4 separate regions of the Mus musculus genome follow, and regions 1, 2 and 4 are each linked to region 3. The links are chromatin contacts, called in public promoter capture Hi-C maps. All regions are on one chromosome and are shown on one strand. Each heading gives the region's core, a stretch centred on a gene start, on an enhancer-like site or on the middle of the called end of the contact. The rest is flanking DNA. Distances are from core to core; before and after follow the strand shown. Region 1 holds the start of Tmem86a (transmembrane protein 86A). Region 2 holds the start of Zfp619 (zinc finger protein 619). Region 3 holds the start of Zfp658 (zinc finger protein 658). Region 4 holds the start of Tsg101 (tumor susceptibility gene 101).

The links. Promoter capture Hi-C pulls out the DNA fragments that hold promoters and counts their contacts.
Region 1: a contact with region 3 is called in a promoter capture Hi-C map of pre-B cells, with 2.9 times the contacts expected there. The contact joins the promoter of Tmem86a here to the promoter of Zfp658 in region 3. A contact is called at or near these places in 3 of 39 promoter capture datasets (cranial neural crest, maxillary cranial neural crest and pre-B cells).
Region 2: a promoter capture Hi-C map of frontonasal cranial neural crest shows a contact between it and region 3. The contact joins the promoter of Zfp619 here to the promoter of Zfp658 in region 3. A contact is called at or near these places in 5 of 39 promoter capture datasets (cranial neural crest, frontonasal cranial neural crest, maxillary cranial neural crest and 2 more) and 1 of 484 Hi-C or Micro-C datasets (CD4 T cells).
Region 4: a promoter capture Hi-C map of second pharyngeal arch cranial neural crest shows a contact between it and region 3. The contact joins the promoter of Tsg101 here to the promoter of Zfp658 in region 3. A contact is called at or near these places in 2 of 39 promoter capture datasets (cranial neural crest and second pharyngeal arch cranial neural crest) and 1 of 484 Hi-C or Micro-C datasets (CD8 T cells).

Annotation. Positions count from the first base shown.
Region 1 is chr7:47,049,379-47,052,078 of GRCm38.p6, forward strand. It overlaps Tmem86a (transmembrane protein 86A), which reads left to right and starts at 1,262. Exons shown (of 3, transcript NM_026436.3): 1 at 1,262-1,423. The coding sequence starts at 1,403.
Region 2 is chr7:39,516,365-39,519,064 of GRCm38.p6, forward strand. It overlaps Zfp619 (zinc finger protein 619), which reads left to right and starts at 1,402. Exons shown (of 4, transcript NM_001004139.2): 1 at 1,402-1,500. The coding sequence starts at 1,498.
Region 3 is chr7:43,560,795-43,563,678 of GRCm38.p6, forward strand. Zfp658 (zinc finger protein 658) reads left to right here and starts at 1,576. Exons shown (of 5, transcript NM_001008549.2): 1 at 1,576-1,627.
Region 4 is chr7:46,918,523-46,921,274 of GRCm38.p6, forward strand. Tsg101 (tumor susceptibility gene 101) reads right to left here and starts at 1,447. Exons shown (of 10, transcript NM_021884.4): 1 at 1,299-1,447. The coding sequence starts at 1,340.

The DNA of each region.
Region 1 (2,700 bases), core at 12-2,511, 3.5 Mb after region 3:
GGGGATGTCAGGTCGGTAGTTTAGGGACCAGGATGGCTGGGGAAGGCCTGGAGGGGGAAATGAAGAGAATGACCTCAGGAAGAGCTCACTGGAGAGTTCAGTATGTGTCTCTCCCTGGCCAGCACGAGGTTGGGGTCTAGTATACAGCCCTGTATCCCCATCTCAGGAGTGGCCAGCGTTCTTTGCCTTTCCAACCGCTGAAAGCTTTGTGTATATTACAGACCACATTCCTACCCTTTTGGATGTATTTGGAAACCTGCATCCCCATGTAGCCTGCTAGATAGACTTGTACTTCCCGAAACCAGGTACCTTTCCCCTTCTTCATCCTACACAACGTGTCTGGATTGAGCAGAGCCTTAGAGGTCACCCATGCATTTTACAGTTGAGGAAATCTAGGCTACAGAGGCAAAGGCTATGGAAGTGGCAAACACAGCCGCATTGCAGTCCATTTGACTCCTTGCCAATCCACCAAATTCTGAACACATACTTCTAAACATGCTTCAAACCACTAGTATTATAACCATTTTATTGTTTTTCTGGCAGCCAGTTTACACGCCTTTGGGTCTTTTGGTCACCGTTGCTGCAGCTGTGAGGGGTGTATGTTCAAGGCAACCTAGTGCCTGTAATTTGTTTACTCATTGCTGTTATGGGGTCCACATACAGGCTGCTGCTTGCTTTCATCGTGTCTTTCATGGTACGGTGAAGGATGATGGTCAACCCACAGCTCCCTTTCTGTAGCTTTATTTGTTTAGTGTACAAGTGTCCACGCGTGCTTAATGCTACTACGAGTCTATATAGTATATTGTGTGCCTGGATACATATCTCTTACCATGCTGAACGTTGAGTGTCTGTTGATCCTCTGTGTCCATTGGGACACATTGGGACATTGTCAAAGACATGTCTTAAAGGAATTGCATCCGCCTAGATGGTATGTTTAAAGGTTGACGAGAATCTGCCTTTGCTTTTTGTTCCGGTGTTAAGAGAAGATGCATCTCGCTGTGCTCCGGGTCAGTGGTGTGCCTGTCTCTTAGCCAGGCTGGCTATCCAACCTTGGGGGTCGCCGTCACGTTCCGGGATGCCCTGGCACGCCTCCCTAAGAGGCGTGGCCTGAAGGCCACGCCCACGCCCGGGGGTGGGAGGATCTCCTTTTCAACGCAGAAACAGAGGGAGCCCGGCCGGCGCCGCCAGCAGGGCTCCGCCCATACGAGGCTTCGGCCCGTTCATTGGCTGGGTCTGTGGTGACGTCGTCGGGTTCACAGACAGTACTCTGAGCGCCCAGCGCGCGGGAGGTATTGTGCTTCACCCCAGCTTTGTTCGGTCGTCTGCTCACCTGGCTCTGGGTGCGTCCTGGTGGTGCAACCCGGAGCGGGTGCCAGCAGCCGCAGCCGCAGCCGCCGCCGCCATGGTGTCTCCGGTCACTGTGGTGAGTGCGCGAGCGCGCGAGCCCGCGGCCAAGCCCCCCGGGCCTGGGACGAGGCAGCGGCAAGCCGGGCCGCCGAGGGGGGCGGAGGAAGGTGCTGTCCCCTCCGGGGAAGCGGCTGCTGTCACGGTTTTTAGCTCCTCACTCTTGTAGCGTCCCTCCTACGCGCGCCCCTCGTCTGCCCGCGGGAGGGAGGAAAACATTGTGCACGTGACTCGGAAGCGTGACTGTTGATCCATGAGTGTCTGGAGCGGGTCTGCAGGTCTTGGCCTGGAACTGGATGCTGCAGGCCCTAGGGTTCTGTGTGGTGGACCCTCAGGGAAGCATTCGAGAGGGTGCAGGGGGGTGCCGACTTCCTGGGAATGCCCCAAGTTTCTCTTAATATTGTAGGTGCAGGAGGTGACGCCTCTGTCTTAGTAACGCTGTTCAGGCGATAGGTGAAGGTGGACCTCTCTCTGTTGACCTGACCTCCTTTCCAGACTTTCTCAACTCCAGCCTTTGAGTTGTCTCTTCACACTTCTAAGGCTGGCTTCTCTGACTGTCATGATTTCACCACTTACTGCCAGTTTCTTCTAGGAAATATGGGTCTGGGGAGTAGGGGGAGGGGGAGCAAAGGTGATGTTTCTGAAGGCTGACAGGTGGAGCTGGGCATGCAAAGGTGATGTTTCTGAAGGCTGACAGGTGGAGCTGGGCATCCCTCCCCCCCCCCCCCCCCCCCGTTTCCTCCCTTTGGCCTTGCCCTCACTCTGACTATCCCTGATAAGGGAGTTTCCATGGGAAGGGAGTGTCAACTCTGCTCCCATCTCTAACCTCTGGAAAAACAAGAGCAGGCTTGTACTCTGGACCCACTATATGTCTCTTCTCTACCCTTTCCTAGTTGCATCAGGTACCTGGTTGCCAGGGGATCTAAGTGTCTTGTCCCTTCAGAGTCCTGTGTGGAGTGGCTTGCTCACACACAGTCAGAGCACTTTTGTTGGAGTATGGGTCTATAGGGAACCTCAACTGCTCCAATTCATGCTCAGAAACCCTGAACTTGCAGGCCAGGGGAAGGAGCTTCGGGAGACCACAGAACATCTGCAGAATCTCCTCCCCCTGCTCAGACTCTGCCTGCAGTGGCCTTGAGTAAAACCTTTCTTTAGCTGCCCTCCCCCTAATCCAGCTGAGACCCAGTCAGCTGGCCAACTTCCCCCTCTCAGTTCCCCATCTCCTCCCAGCCTGTCTGCTGGCTCCAGATCAGAAGCCCTCCCCACCCCCCTTCCTGTCTCTGGTGCCTCAAGTTG
Region 2 (2,700 bases), core at 152-2,651, 4.0 Mb before region 3:
AGTCGGCCCACGTATGCTCCTGGTTCAGTCTCTGGGAGCTTCCTGGGTATTTACAATTTTTTTTTGATACTTAAAATTTACTTTCTGTAGACATTTATCAAGTGCTTATTATATGATAGGTGGAGTATGTTTGAGATGTTTGAACAATTTTAGTTTAGGGTATTTCCATAGCTCAGGCCAGCTCTGCCTCAGTCTTTGAAGTTCTGAGGTTACAGTCCCTTGCCCCCAAGCCCAGCTTCATTTTCTTGGCATTAGTTTGTTGGCAGCTGAAATAAACCAAGTTGGCCTTGTACTCACAGAGATCCACCTGCCTCTGCCTCAGGAACGCTGGGATTAAAGGGATGCGCCATCACAGCCCATGAACCCACATTCTTACCTCTCAGTATCAATTGATAAGTATCTTATTAGATTTCATTTTATTTCATGGGCAAAAGTAGAAGGCATGAGTTCCTCTGAAACTGAATTTACAGGCAGTTGTGAGTTGACAGATGTGTGAGCTTGGGAAGAGAACTAAGGTTCTCTGGAAGAGCAATACACACTCTTTAACCTCCTATCCTCCAGCCCTTTTATTTATTTCTGTAATTAGTTTTTTGCCTTCAAGTTTGAGGTGGGTACCCAAGATTCAACCTCTGGTTTCAACCATGCTATGGAAGCATTGTATTACAGAGTGTTTCTGTGTTGTGTGTGTTTCTGTTCTGAGACTGGCCTTGAATCCAGTCTGTAGCCTTGTCAGATGCCTGATTTTCCTGCCTCAGCCTCCCATGTACTGGGATTACAGGACCTAGCTAGACTGGTCTCTAAATTTGGCAGTCTCTTTATCCCCACCTCCCTTTCAAAAGTAAATAACAGTTGCGCTTAAATTTTTTTTTTTAATCAACTTTTGGAAAAGCGAAATGGCTCAGCGAGTAAAGGTGCTTGCTTCTAAACCCTATGAATTGAGTTCGATCCCCAGGACCCATAAGGTGCAAAGGGGCCATCAACTCTAGCTAATTGCCCTTTAACTTCCACTCATGCTCTGTGGGACACATGTTCTTCTGCCACACTTTTCTTTTAACTAAATACATGCAATTAAAATTTTTAAATTAACCTTTTGTATAAAAATTCACGGCGATCCCTATACTAGCCATTGCGTGTAGTGGACAGTGCGAACGCACGACTCTAGACGGCAGGTCCAGCTCTGGAAGGCAGGAGTAAGTTCCTAAAAGGAAAACTCCTTCACGTGTGTACTCGGGGGACAAGCCACGGGCCACAAGGACCCGCTGGGCTGCCTTTGTCTCTTCGCTTCCACTCTCTCCTGTCACTCCGGCCTTGCTAGCCATTCAGAGCAGCCAGACCAGCTGTCCAATAAAGGGCGCTGCCGAGCGGCGAGAGGCGGGTTTTTCGCCGCCATGCTCCGGGTTCCCCTTTAAGGCTGAGCGAGGTGCCACTTGAGCCGCGCTTGCGAGCTCCGCTGCCAGGACCTGTGGGGAGAGTGCAGTCGAGATCGGAAGCCGCGCCATGGTGAGCAAGGGGCTGCTGTCCTCAGACGGGGAGGAGAGGCGGGCTGAGCCCCGGGAGGCCGTCTGGTGGAGCCTCCTTGCGGCTGGAGCGGAAGCGCTGTTCTGGGCCCCGGCTCTGGTCAGCTCCGCCCCTCGGGCCGCGCTTGCGTAGAGCGCAGAGCGCGGTGGCAGGAGGCTCCGCCCCTCTCGCCTTTTCGGGTGACGTCACTTTGTTACGGGCTCTTAGGCAGTGTTGTGAGTCCAGTTCGTCTCAGTTATCTTTAAGAGGTTCTGTACTTCGCATTTCATTATTTAGGTTTAGAATACACTTAGAGTTAATTTTCGTGACAGTTATAAAGTCCTTTATTAATTTCTTACATATAGATGTTAAGGTGGCTCACTAATATTTATTAATGAAGGGAATTCCTTGAGTTTTCTTTGTTTCTTTGTCAAAAACAGCTAACTGTATTCTTTTACCTTTATTTCCTAATTTTCTCTTTATCTTTTTATTGTGAAATAGGACATTTGTTTTGGCTTTTGAAATAGGGTCTCTCTACGAAGTCCTGGCTCCCTCCGGAGCTCTCTTTGTAGACCAGGCTGGCCTTGCATGCACTCACAGATATCCTGCCTCTGCCTCCGGAATGCTTTGATTAAAGATGCTGGGCTGAGAACATTCTCCAGAGTAGATTGCTTTTATTATTGTAGTTTAAACAAAGTTTTACAGTCAGATGATAGTGCGCGCGCGCGCGTGTGTGTGTGTGTGTGTGTGTGTGTGTGTGTGTGACCTATTCTAGTGTGCTGACTGTTTTCTTTAGAGATAGACACTCATGACTCAGTCTATGCTTAAACTCGCTGTGTTACCGAGGGTTAACTTTGAACTTCTGATCTTTCTTTTTTCACTCACCGCAAGAGTGAGTGTAATTCAAAAAGTGAAAGAAACTCGAAGTACGGAACCTCTTAAAGATAACGCAGAGAAACTAGACCTGCAATACCACCCGATTAAAGACTAAAGATATGTGTCAGCCATTTCTGTCTTTATGTAGTGCTTCAAAAGGAACCCAAGGCTTCTTCCTGCTCCTCAGAAGGCTCTATACCAACTGTGCTACTTACCAGTCTCATGTGTTTTCCCTTCCCGCACAATCTTTATTTTTAAGATTTATGTATTTTATATGTTTGAATGTTTTGTATGCATATTACATAATGCCTAGTTCCCTCGGAGGGG
Region 3 (2,884 bases), core at 326-2,825:
CAAGTGCTGGGATTAAGGTTGTGTTCCACCATGCCTGACCTACAATGTTTTTCAGGGTATCTGTGGTTCAGCCTCCTGATGCATGGGGTGGTTTTATGGTATGGACAGGGCAACTTCCTCAGCTGCCCATTAGGTCAGTCTCATGGAGCACAAAGAAGGAGAGGCATACAGTTTCAGCTTCTTTTGTGCTTCATCACCTCCACAGGGCAAGTGCTCCATCTTCCTGGTGGACTGACTGTGACTCAGGCTGCAAGACAGATGGGCACTGTACCACATTTACAGCCTAGAGAGGTCATAAGCATAAGGAGAGAGCCTGTGGAAGAGCAAGGTGGTGCCCGGGAGGCAATAAGTGCGTGTGGGTATCAATCATATGCTAAGATGTAGCAGAGAATCGATCAGAAGTTGATATTTGCATATTAACTTTTATGTGGTTTAATATAATTTGGCATGTGGTGATGGGTGGCTGAGACTACTTTTTGGGACCCCCGGAGCTGTATCTTTGGACACAAAACCCTGGTCACAAGAGCACCAGTACTATAATTTGTTCTCAAGACAATCAAAATCATATGTGAAGCTAGGCATGATGGCATATCCCCCCCACCCCCCAGCCCTGGAAAGCAGAAGCAGGGGATCATACCATGTTCAATGCTATACTCTTGTCTACACAGAACTAGAGAACGCTAACCTGAGATACTGCACACAATCGTTCATTTTGTTCAGATATTCGACTTTGGCCTATGGATTTATTCCCTCTACTGTACTGCACGTTTTCGTCATCAATTGATCTCTCACCATTTATCATTATCTCCCTCTCCACCTTCCTCTACACTATTTCTTATATATGCAAAACACACAATAAATAATGAAGAATTAAAATAAAAACACTTGTCATTGACAACAGATTTTCTCCACCTCTGGTCCCCATGAAAAGCCTCAGTGTCACATTTATTTCAGACCTTCATCTTTAAAGATTCCACATGGCTTCAATTCCCATTTCCCAACAAACCTAGTTTTTTTTTTCTTTATATTTATTAATTTATTTTTTATTTACTTCTTAGTTTAGAGGAAAAAAATCTTTTAAGTCCCTGAGAATATACAGAAAAAAAAATGGTATTTTTAGTAATATGCAGCATCCCGGTCTCTTGGAAATAACTGATATACACGTATAGGTAGGAAGTAAAATCCCCTGAAAATATGAGACAGCCTTGGACTTTCACTGTGTCACAGTCCACAAGCTTTGCCTGCTTATGTGCACACTGTGATGGTGGTCCCTGTATCATTGTATTGTGGGAGTGGCCATGACAGCTCCTAAAGGAACAGAAACTACAGGAAGATCCAAGTGAAGTATTGGCAAGTTGTAGCGTCACAAATAGTAGCGCGCATGCGCTTCGCCAGCCTCCACAAGGGGAAAAAAGGGGGTGTGGGAGGGTGGCGAAGAACACTGATTCGCAGTAAACGGAAGTGGTCTCGAGCGGTCATATCCGCTTAAATCTCCGCGCAGATCAGTTCTGTTATTGTTGCCCGCACTCCAGGAGAGTTTGGATTCTAACACTGAGGGCCCGGGGGCGGAAGTCGCAGGGAGGGACACTGCGCGTCCTGTGCAGAGTTCTCTGCATTGTTGTGAGAGGTGAGCGGCAGGGGCGCAGGGAGGATGCTGTGCTGTTGAGCGCTGATTTGTGTTGAGTGACAGCTGACACAGCTACTGGAGGGATGCCCTGGTTGAGCTGGGGTGGGAATCCTATGGGAGTTGGGAGAGCAGGGTTGCTGAGAGAGACAGACAGTGCAGCCAGCTACCGCAAGCCTGGGGCTAGCGTCTCTGAGGGCGATCGCGCTGCTTTCTAGTAGTAGCCTGCGAGAAGAGAACAGGCAGATACAAATGGAAAATGAGATTATTTGTGGTTTGGGCTTAATTTGGGAAAGCCAGCCATTCTCGGTCAGCCTGTGGCTTCTGCCTGCGGAACTAATACTAAGAACACGTGGAACAAAAGCCAGGGGATTTGCATATGCAAAGAGGGCACAGGCATCGGAGCTGCAAGTTGAGCCTTTGTGCAGGTAGCAAGGCTTGTAAAACAGGACCTTTTCGTTCCCAGCATGTAGTCTCCTGTAGAGAGCTAGCGCTGCAAAGCAAACGTTTAAAAGGCAAATCCTAATCCCCGGGCCGTTTTATGTGAGGGCTGGGACATGAGGCGGGTCAATGCTGCCTCTGCTGAGACCATATGGTCACAATAAGAGTCAGTGATTGGCACTTGAGCAGAAGGACCCTGTGTCCTTATTGGAGGTTGTATGTTCCTTGGGTATCACTATTGAGTTTATTGAAGATTCTCTGGAAACTAGTAAATTGTCATCTTGGCTGCCAAAGTAATAACGTTCTGGGGAACTAGGTATGCCCATTTTAACCCCGTGGTTAAATTAATCCTGTGGTCAGTCCACTTATCAGAGGTTACTTAAAGTCCAGAATGACAGTGAATATGTCCTGTGTACCATAAAAACATTGTGGACAAGGGAGAAATGTTTTGTGTCGAGGGCCTGGTGTTTATGTGCAGGGTTTCCAAGTCAGGGAAGGGATTGAGCCATTGAATTTAAGGAAGAGAAACAGGATGTCAATGTGGGCATAGATGAAAACGAAAATGTCTAGACAGGCACAGAGAGCCAGGAGTGGCCATCACCACACCACACTGCACCACATCTCTGCTCTCAGAAGGAGAAAGGGTTCTGGGTGCTGGGCACACAGAGACCGCCCGAGATCATGGGCACTGGGTGTGGTTTAGAGTAGGGAAGGAACGGGACTGGTCCTGCTCTTCCTCTTAGGGTGTGTTCTGGAACAGCCCATAAGCTTAGTTGTCATTTCTGAGAGAGAAATGGTTGTATCAATGCTGGTGGCATG
Region 4 (2,752 bases), core at 197-2,696, 3.4 Mb after region 3:
GATAGACTAACTGTAGAAATATACTTAATTGGTAAAAATCACAACCAAAAATGGTGCTAAAAAAGTCTGCTTAGGATGGGAGATAAGATGATGTTCAAAGGAGAAAAATGATCTGAAGCGAGGTTAAAACACCAAAACTGTCTGTCTCTCTCTCTGGGTGAGCCAGAATGTCTTGATAAGGACAGAGATCCCCAATCAGATGAAGTTAATGGGCTACATCTTCTAAAAGCTTAATTGAGGCTTTGAAAAACAAATGATTTGAAGGTAAAACAGTACTATATCGACCTTTACCGGGACCTCGTACATTCCCCCAGACCCCTGTGTCATTACAGATAACTACAGGGAAAAAAAAAAAAAAAAAAAGGAAGCCTAAAAGATTAAATGGTTAGACAACCAAGAGACAAGAGGTTTGGTCTTCAAGGACTCAGGGAAATGACTTTACTAAAAAAGATCTAGTTTTACAAAGAATAAAAAAAGAAGAAAAAAAGAAAAGAAAAATTTTATGTTTTGAAATGCGGTCTCACTGTGTATCCCTGGCTGGTCTGGAACTCACAATCTGTCCTGATCTGTCGTCAACTGCCTACAGAGCGCTGGAATTAAAGGCCTGTGCCACCACGCCCAGCGTATTCGTGTTTCCTTGTAAACTAGAAACTTCTTAACCCCACGATCTCTATTATTGCTCTGATAAGAGCATCAAAGTCAACTTCAATGACTAAAGGAGTTAGGGCTCAACTACGTTACATAAATTTCATTCCAATTAAATTTGGTAAATTACAAAAAGCAAGGCATTCTGGAGTCCGATGCGCAGTATTAAGTACTAAGTAGCTAATGTGCAAAATATCCAAAAGGCCTTTTAAAAAGTGAGAGGAAAAAAAAAAAACCCACAACCAGTCAAGCAGTAAGAATTTTTAAGTTCAACTCAAAGTAAACAAGCAAACAACTGCGTTAATCACAGTTAATGCAAACAATGGAATGCAACTGCAGAGTTCTCTGGAGCGGGGAAGGGCTGCCAAGCTCGATTTTCTGGCTGCTCTACTTCAGCGAACCAATTGCACCAAGAGTTCCCGAGCTCCGGTGGGATGTGCCGGGTTGGGCCGGGGAGAGGCGCGCGGGGACTGGTTCTGAGCAGGGCCGGGCTCCGGCCGGCGGGGACCGTCAGCAGCGCCGGGCAGACAGCAGCGGCCGCGCCAGGCACGACCCCGCTTTTGTTTATGGAGGCGAAGGCGGGAAGGGCCGCTCCGCAGAGGGAAGGCGGCCTAGCCCAGCCCGCGGGGCCGCCCCGTAGGGCGCGGGCTCACCTTGGACATCATCTTCTTCAGCTGACTCTCGGACACCGCCATGGCGCGCTCCTCCGTCCCCACAGGCAGAGGGTAGGCGCCACGGGGCCGCCCCAGGCCGCCAGACAATCGCCGCCGCCGCCGCCCCGCCCCTGCGAAGCAGGAAGCCGGCACGTTGTGCTTCCGCTTCCCGCGCGTCACTTCCGGGGCCGCTGGTCTGCGGTGCGAAGTCGGGCGAGAGATCAGGTCCGGTCCACGGGTGCCCGTGGTGCGGTTGTTTGCAAGCCTTTCGCGGTCCCGAAGTCCCGGCCCTCTCGCGAGCCTTGCCACCCGCTGCGGCTCGGAAGGTCCTGGGCTCGCGTCGCTCACAGAACTAGCTCGTGGACACTCTAGACACTTTTAGGTGACTGCGCCCGAGGCACCTCTGATTATCACATCCGTTTTTGTTACTGCAGTTTAAACGCTCGAAAGCCCTTCATGTCAAGTTCGCAAGGGCAAAGGAGATTTTTTTTCCCCCGTTAGGAAGCTATGCGGTAATTTTCTCCTCTGGATACTTTCCCCTAACAATTCCAGTGTGCCCACATAAAGATTAGACAGGCCGCAGTCTGCCTTGCTTGAGGGCAGGCTTCTTTTCAGATTATAAAGAATTTACCCCTTCAAACTTCTGAGTTTGAAGCCTCTCCAGTGTTAATCCCAAAAAGGCAAGGAGCAAGATCATGGACCCAAATCATCATAGCCAAATTAATTAAAGCAAGCAATTAATTAAAACCTTTTAATTTGTGTACAGGAAGTCAGCTTTGGACATAGGCTAGAAAATTGGTCTTATAGCTCAGGGGTAGGGAGTTTCCAAATGGGTGATTTGGCAGGTACATAGGCGGGTTACAGGAACAGAACAAAATGGCCATAACACATCTTGTGAAACAAAGACGTGGTTGCAAGGGGGTCTTAACAAGGTACTCATGACAAAGTGACCATGACAGGTGGTTATAAGGACAGGTGGTCATAATAACCTTTTGAAACAAAGGCATTGGGTGCCGTATAGAAACATTTGAAGATAAGGTTACAGGTGGGGCATAGCCCAAACCCTTGAGAAACAGATTTAATCATAAACAGGAACGATGCTGATGGCTTTCAAGCCTAAAAATGGAGACAGGCTGGCCTCATCACCAGCCCAATTTTCAGATCTTAATTGCCTTGTAGAATACAAGAGGTGATACTCAATCTCAATTGAGTTTCTATTTCCAATAAATGCTTGTTAGAGGGGCTGAAGGGATAGCTCAGCAGTAAAGAGTACTTGTTGCCCTTGCAGAGGGTTAGGGTTAGGTTCTCAGTTACAGGGACTCCTGATAGCCTCCATGGGCACCAGGAATGCAGATGGTACACACACATCCAGTGCAGGCAAAACACTCATGCTGGTAAAATAATCTTTAAAATAAAAAGCGACATATTAACCATCAATTCTTATTACTTTTTAT